Linked DNA regions of Mus musculus: region 1 is linked to region 2. The links are chromatin contacts, called in public promoter capture Hi-C maps. All regions are on one chromosome and are shown on one strand. Each heading gives the region's core, a stretch centred on a gene start, on an enhancer-like site or on the middle of the called end of the contact. The rest is flanking DNA. Distances are from core to core; before and after follow the strand shown. Region 1 holds the start of Sinhcaf (SIN3-HDAC complex associated factor). Region 2 holds the start of Pthlh (parathyroid hormone-like peptide).

What was found. Promoter capture Hi-C pulls out the DNA fragments that hold promoters and counts their contacts.
Region 1: a contact with region 2 is called in a promoter capture Hi-C map of hippocampal neurons, with 6 times the contacts expected there. The contact joins the promoter of Sinhcaf here to the promoter of Pthlh in region 2. A contact is called at or near these places in 3 of 39 promoter capture datasets (hippocampal neurons and liver) and 1 of 115 datasets of contacts at active chromatin or transcription factors (pancreatic cancer cells).

The regions. Positions count from the first base shown.
Region 1 is chr6:148,944,961-148,947,968 of GRCm38.p6, forward strand. Sinhcaf (SIN3-HDAC complex associated factor) reads right to left here and starts at 1,510. Exons shown (of 6, transcript NM_019643.4): 1 at 1,332-1,510. It overlaps 3010003L21Rik (RIKEN cDNA 3010003L21 gene), which reads left to right. Exons shown (of 2, transcript NR_144294.1): 1 at 1-1,460; 2 at 1,977-2,169. RefSeq lists an enhancer at 1,673-1,707 and a cis regulatory region at 1,688-1,694.
Region 2 is chr6:147,262,691-147,265,673 of GRCm38.p6, forward strand. It overlaps Pthlh (parathyroid hormone-like peptide), which reads right to left and starts at 1,323. Exons shown (of 4, transcript NM_008970.4): 1 at 895-1,323; 2 at 580-705. The coding sequence starts at 680.

The DNA of each region.
Region 1 (3,008 bases), core at 260-2,759, 1.7 Mb after region 2:
ATGGGTGACCCGCAGGCCGAGGCGCCCCCACGGACACAGCCTCGCTGAGCCGCCGCTGAAGTTTCCGAGAGGACCTAAGGGACAAAAGCCGCCCCGCGCCCCGCCCGGCCCGCGCCGCTCGGGCACACGCGGCCCTTTGTTGTCCGGCGGCATCGGCGACGTCGGGGCGACCCGGACCCGCGCCCGGGGACCCACGCGAGCTCGGGTATCCTGAGCCACTGGTCCCTGGGGCCAAACTTTTGCGGAGTCCCGGATGAGAAACGCCCAGAGGTCCCCGCCGCCGTGCATATGCTGCGAGTTGGCGACTTTCGCTGTGCTTTGGAAACTGGCAAGACGCCATCACCAGGAAATCACATTGTCCTGCTCCCGACAGCCCCGACGGCGACCGCAGCCCGCGGCTCACTCCGAGCTGGACACTGAGATGTAGCACGGTCGCGGCCCTAAGCACGTGGCTTGTCAGGTGAAGCACACACAACAAAAAGGGAAAAAAAAAAAAAAAAAAAGAGTTGGGTGCCTCAAGCAGCGGACCGCGCCGCCGCCTTCATCCGCACTGTTTGGTGCCGCGGGCCACGGCCACCCCTCCCGTGTCGCCCGCACCCACGCTACAGGTGACCAGACGGACAGCGAACTTTGGGCTGCAGAGACCACTCGGCACCGGCCGAGTGCAAAGACCGCGTGCTGCGCGCTCATTGTCGCAGCCGCGTCCCTGCGGACTTCTCCAACAACGCCACGCCGCGTGCGTCGCGCCATCCCGGCGCTGGCCCTCACCAGCTGCCTTCAGCCTGTGTGGCCGCCGGCTCCAGGAACTGGCAAGTTAGTTTCCGAGCTCCGGCTTTGTTGTTCACCCGCGTGCAAACACCGTCGCGAGCGCCGGGGTAGCGCAACACGCGGGTGCACGCGGAGCCCAAGCCCCTGGCCAGAGCAGAGCCCACACGGGATCTGCGACCCCGACCCTGCTCTCCGGGTCTGCAGGAAACACTACGACCTAGAAAAGTCATTGTCACTTTCAGCGTGGATGCAAGTCCGCCGCAGCTCGTTCGTTTCCACGCTGCACTCACTTTCCCCACACCCTGACTTTCGGTTTACCTCAAATATCCTCCTCAATTAAGAAGCGCATCTCCAACGCCTCTGTACAAAAGAATCTGGAGTCCGGAGAGCACGAGGGCAGCGCTCCCCGCAATGCCATCTCCAAGACAAAACTTCCTGTGTGTTTGTGTATGGGAAGGACGGAGGAGGCGGGGGAGGTAAAGGGAGGAAAGAAAAAAAAAAAATCACAGAAAACAAAACCTCGGAGACAGTTTTGCACCGATGTCCGGACTAGAATCACTCACCTTCCACGCGCAGCAGCGTCCCCACGGTGCAAACTGCACCAGGCCAACCTCCTGCAAGCACTCCCTCCGCCAGCGCCGAGTCCAGAAAGATTGTCTCCAGCAGTTCTTCAGTTGCTACCGCGAACGGAGGTATAGATTCCGCTTTCCCTCTGCGCAGGCGCGGCTCCCGGGACCAAATTCTCTTGAATCGAGCTGATTTGCATACGGGCGCGTGCGCGCCGCGGGCTGGGCGGGGAGAGGGCAGGGCGTCCGCGCGCGTTCCCGCGGCCTCTATTGTCCTTTTAAGGGGAGAAGCGGCGAGGCGCGGGAAACGCGGCGGCCCGCGGGGACGGGGGCGGGTCCTGCCTACTCCGCAACGTCACGTAAACAAACGCCCTCCCCAGCCCCCGGGGGAAAAGGAGGCGACGCGGGGGCGTGGCAGGACGCGAAAGGTGTAAAGGTGAGCGTTGTCCTCACCGAATGGCACCCCTTAGGAAGCTACTGAGCTTGGAAAGTTCTGGAAGCTGCTTTTGCAGCATTCGCGCACCTATGCCCAGTTTCTGGCTTGAGGTGGCAGAGAAAGTTGTCGTGGAACCACTCAGTTTGTACTTGTTCCTGCCTTTCCTAAACTCTGTTTGAAGGTGAGCTTTACATTTTGTCTTTCAGGGCCTGCCTGGCTTGTGAGACTGCTCAACTGGTACTTTCAAGTCTGATCACCTGAAGGCAATAACCAACTTCTGCAAATTCGCCCCGCGCACCACATGCACACACAAATTAAAATTTCAATTCTCCAACAGAGTTTTCGTTCTTTGGGGCTTTGATGATAAATTGTTTAATAAAGTCGCATTTTGAAATGGTCCATTCAGTAATTCCGTCTTGTCCCTCTCAAACATGACCCAACCCATAACTGAGTGGTTTTGCTTTGCTCACTTGAACTGAAGTTTTCAAGCCTCTGCGAATTTCATGGTGGTAATTACCGTGGGAATGGTGCCACTTTCTGAAAACACACAAATCCTCCAGCCGTGAAGAGCTCCTCTGCCCAGAAAAACCACTTGTGAGGGGAGAAAGTGGAAGCAAAATACACACTATTCCTTGTGGAATATACGATAATCGAACATCAAAATGTTTCTAAAGAAAACCTAAAAGGGAGGTGATTGTAGAAGAAAGGGAGTAATCTAGAGAAAACAAAGAATAGGGAGGTTCCAGACAATGAGGAGGGAGGAAAAAGGAGGAAGACGCTTAAGTAACTTTTCAGATGAAAAAGTAAGAAATGAAAATATAATTGTGATACTCCTTAAGCCCAGCGACCCATAACACCTGGTTCAGTGATCCTGGGAGGATAGGTAGGAAAGAGAATGTTTTTTCACCAAAACTTGATACTGGTCCTTTGCTGCAAAGTATGGAAACCAACTATAAAAACAAACAAAAAAAAAAAAGACAAGATTCACTGCTTTTGCTGTATGCAGATTCAAACAAATATTTCTGAAATGCTACTTTAATTCAATAGCCAATTCCTAAAACACAGTTTAAACCTACTTGTGAAGACCTCAACGTTTTTTTTTTTTAAAGTTCTGTAACACTCTTCCTGTAAAGGAGTAAAATAAATAAACCTGACAACTGTCACTAAAATACAACTCTTAAAGGCAAAGATTTTTCCCTTATGTTTGTATTCAGGCACCTAAAACAATGCTCACCACA
Region 2 (2,983 bases), core at 73-2,572:
TATAATATGCTTTGTTATGTAACACAGTCCTGTTTTATATGCTTAAAATTATGTCATTCATAATAAAACTAGACACAACGTTTTTGCTTTTCACACACAGACTGCCACCCACATTTAGACATATCCACTCGCTTGTGTGCGCGCACACACACACACAGACACAGACACACAGACACACACACAGACACACACACAGACACACACAGACACACACAGACACACACAGAGGCACACAGACAGTTCCTGAATCCCCCAGTTTCCTGCTGAGTTTCAGAACCTCTCGGTGGATAAAGTAACTTTGGTGGTTCCCTGCAGACAGATATCTTGCCGGCCCAGGTTCTGAAAAAGACTCCCTCTTATGGAAAGGCACATCAAACTTGTTTCGTGCCTGTCCATTTTGGGGTCTCACCAGCTCTCTAGATGGCTTTCCTGGGCTCAGCCCCTTGCTAGCAGGTACCCCGTGACTGTGTCCAACTCAGGTTGGGACCATCAGGGACCCCTAGGCTTCCTCAGCATCGCCCGCCTCAGCTGGCGCTGGTCTTCCCCACCCCTCACCCCAGGAGGAAGACCGGTACTTACAGCCTGCGGCCAAGCCCCTCCACCGAACGCCCGCGGGAGGGCACGGAGTAGCTGAGCAGGAATACCAGGACACTCCACTGCTGAACCAGCCTCCGCAGCATCGTGCCGCTCGCTGGCTCTGGGGACCTGCAAGAGTGGAACCCGAGGGTCAGTCCCGGCTCTCCATCTCTTCCTCGCACTGCCCCGCTCCCTCTTTTGGAACCCCGTGGCTTCCCAACAGCCACTCCAAAGTCGAGGGCATCTCACAAGTTAGGAGGAAAAAAGAAAACAAGAAAAAGAAAGCAAAAAAGTGTCTCCGAGCCCCTGAGCACTTACTTGTGTAGGAATCAGCGCCTCTAACTGCGCCTCTCTCAAACCGCACAGGCAAAAAGGGACCCGAGAGGGGAAAAAGCAATCAGAGAGCTTCCTCTGAAAGAAGAGCGAAAACCGGGCGTTTTACATAGGCGTCGGGGATGCGTGGCGCGTTGCTGTGGCTCCCATAGCAATGTCTAATTAGTCTTGGCGGCAGCACTCTGGGTCGTGGGGCAGGTCAAACCCCTCTTCAAACGCGGGTGTTCCTCAGGAGTCAGCTGTCCTGCGCACCGGGCCTCTGGGTGCACAGCCACTTGCGGCAGAGCGCGTATATATACATAGCTGTCGGTCTACCTCCTTCGGTGGGCTGGTTGCTTCCGGAAAGTTGATTCCACAACGCCCTTGAACAAGTTGCAGGCGCGCGTGTCGTGGATGCGAGGGCCAGGTGGCCGCGAGGGCGGGTTCCGGCAGCGGGGCGGAGCGGCCCAGCTGGGGCGGCGCAGGTTGGAGAGTAGCTGTGAGCCCAGCCCTGGAAGGTTCACACGCTCCGGGGCCAACCTGCTGAGAAGTGAGCGAGTCGCAAAGAGGTGGCGCCCGAGGAACGCGCGCCGGCGGAGCAGGCAGGGGTGAGCGGGCCGGCGGGGGCGGGGAGCACAGGGGAGCCCGGAGCCACGGAGCCCCACCCCAGTCCTGGCCCGCGTGGGCCGATCTGACGCTCTCCTCCTCCTGAACCGGCCTGCTGTCGCCTGAGTGGCAGGTCCAGGAGTCCAGGTCCCTACAAACAGCAAGGAGGAACCCCGGGTGGCCTGAGAATCCCAAGAGTCCCAAGCTCGCTTGCAAGCTCGCATTGCACTGCATTCCTGCCTGGTGTGGCCTTCTCCTGGGGAGGGGACTAAACCTAGCACCCAGAAGAGCAAAGGCGATTTTGGGTCTTACTGTTTGGGAAGGGTTGGGGACATCACGTCTGGAGCAGGTCCTAGAACGGGTGTGTGAGCAAGGAAGAAGACCCACTTTGTGATCACAGACGACCTGGAATGCGCAGAGTCCTTCTTTCTCACCTTCTTCTGATAACCTACTCTATGTCCTGATAAAGATTCACTGAGTGCCCATTTGCTTCAGCTTCTCAGTGCTGCTGGGCAGGGAGTGGGGGTGGGGGGTGGGGGAGAAAGTTGTGAGTTACTGATTGTGGGTCTAGAGGTGTGTGTGTGTGTGTGTGTGTGTGTGTGTGTGTGTGTGTGTGTGTGAATACTAGTTTCCCCCCAGGTCCTAGATCACGCTGAAATGAACATGGGAACCACTCAAAGAAGTTTGCCTTCTAGACAATACTGCTGGAAAATTTCATCTGACTCTCTAGGAGGCTAGTGTCACTCAAAGACCTTTGTCAGACCTGGGCTGTGATGCTCTACAGACTTCTGGGGTGGGTACTCCTAGGACTTCTCACCCCTCCCCTCCCCTAAGCCTTGCTGCTCGCCAGCAGTTAAAGCTTTCAGCTGTCTTGGGCGGGGTTCCCTCTCATCAGAAGCCCTTGTCTCTTTCCCTTGATTCCTTTAAACTTCATACTTGTAAAAAAAAAAAAAAAGTTGGCTTCTTCCCACCTTAAAAAGAAACCCGGGAATTTCCATAACGTCCTTTAAGTGGTTAAGAATTTGTAACTGTTAGACATGTTTACATGGCACGAAAAGAGAAAGTTTGAACCTGTGACACTCTGTGATAACCCTTCCCCAAAGATGCTGGAGCCCTAATTGATCTGGAGTGGGGAGCCCCATGAGAGGAAAAGAAGGGACTCACAAAGCAACCATTCTGCTGCGTTTCCTGAGACTTGCTTAACGTTAAACATGATATTTGCTTCACCACCAAGAAAAAAAAATCCAAAGGTACTTTGCCAAGTCTCAAATTACTTTGACTTAAAAATACTCCCCCAATAAAAGGCTGAAACAAAAACTAGACACACTGTGCGTTTAAGGCTGGAATCTATACACTACTTTGATTGATGTTGTTTTTTTCCTAATTAGACAAAATTGACCCTCCTTTCCCCCTTTTCCTTTCTCTACCCCATCACCCACCATCTTTTCTGAGGCTAATGGAAAAACATCATCCATTTTAAAAGAATTTC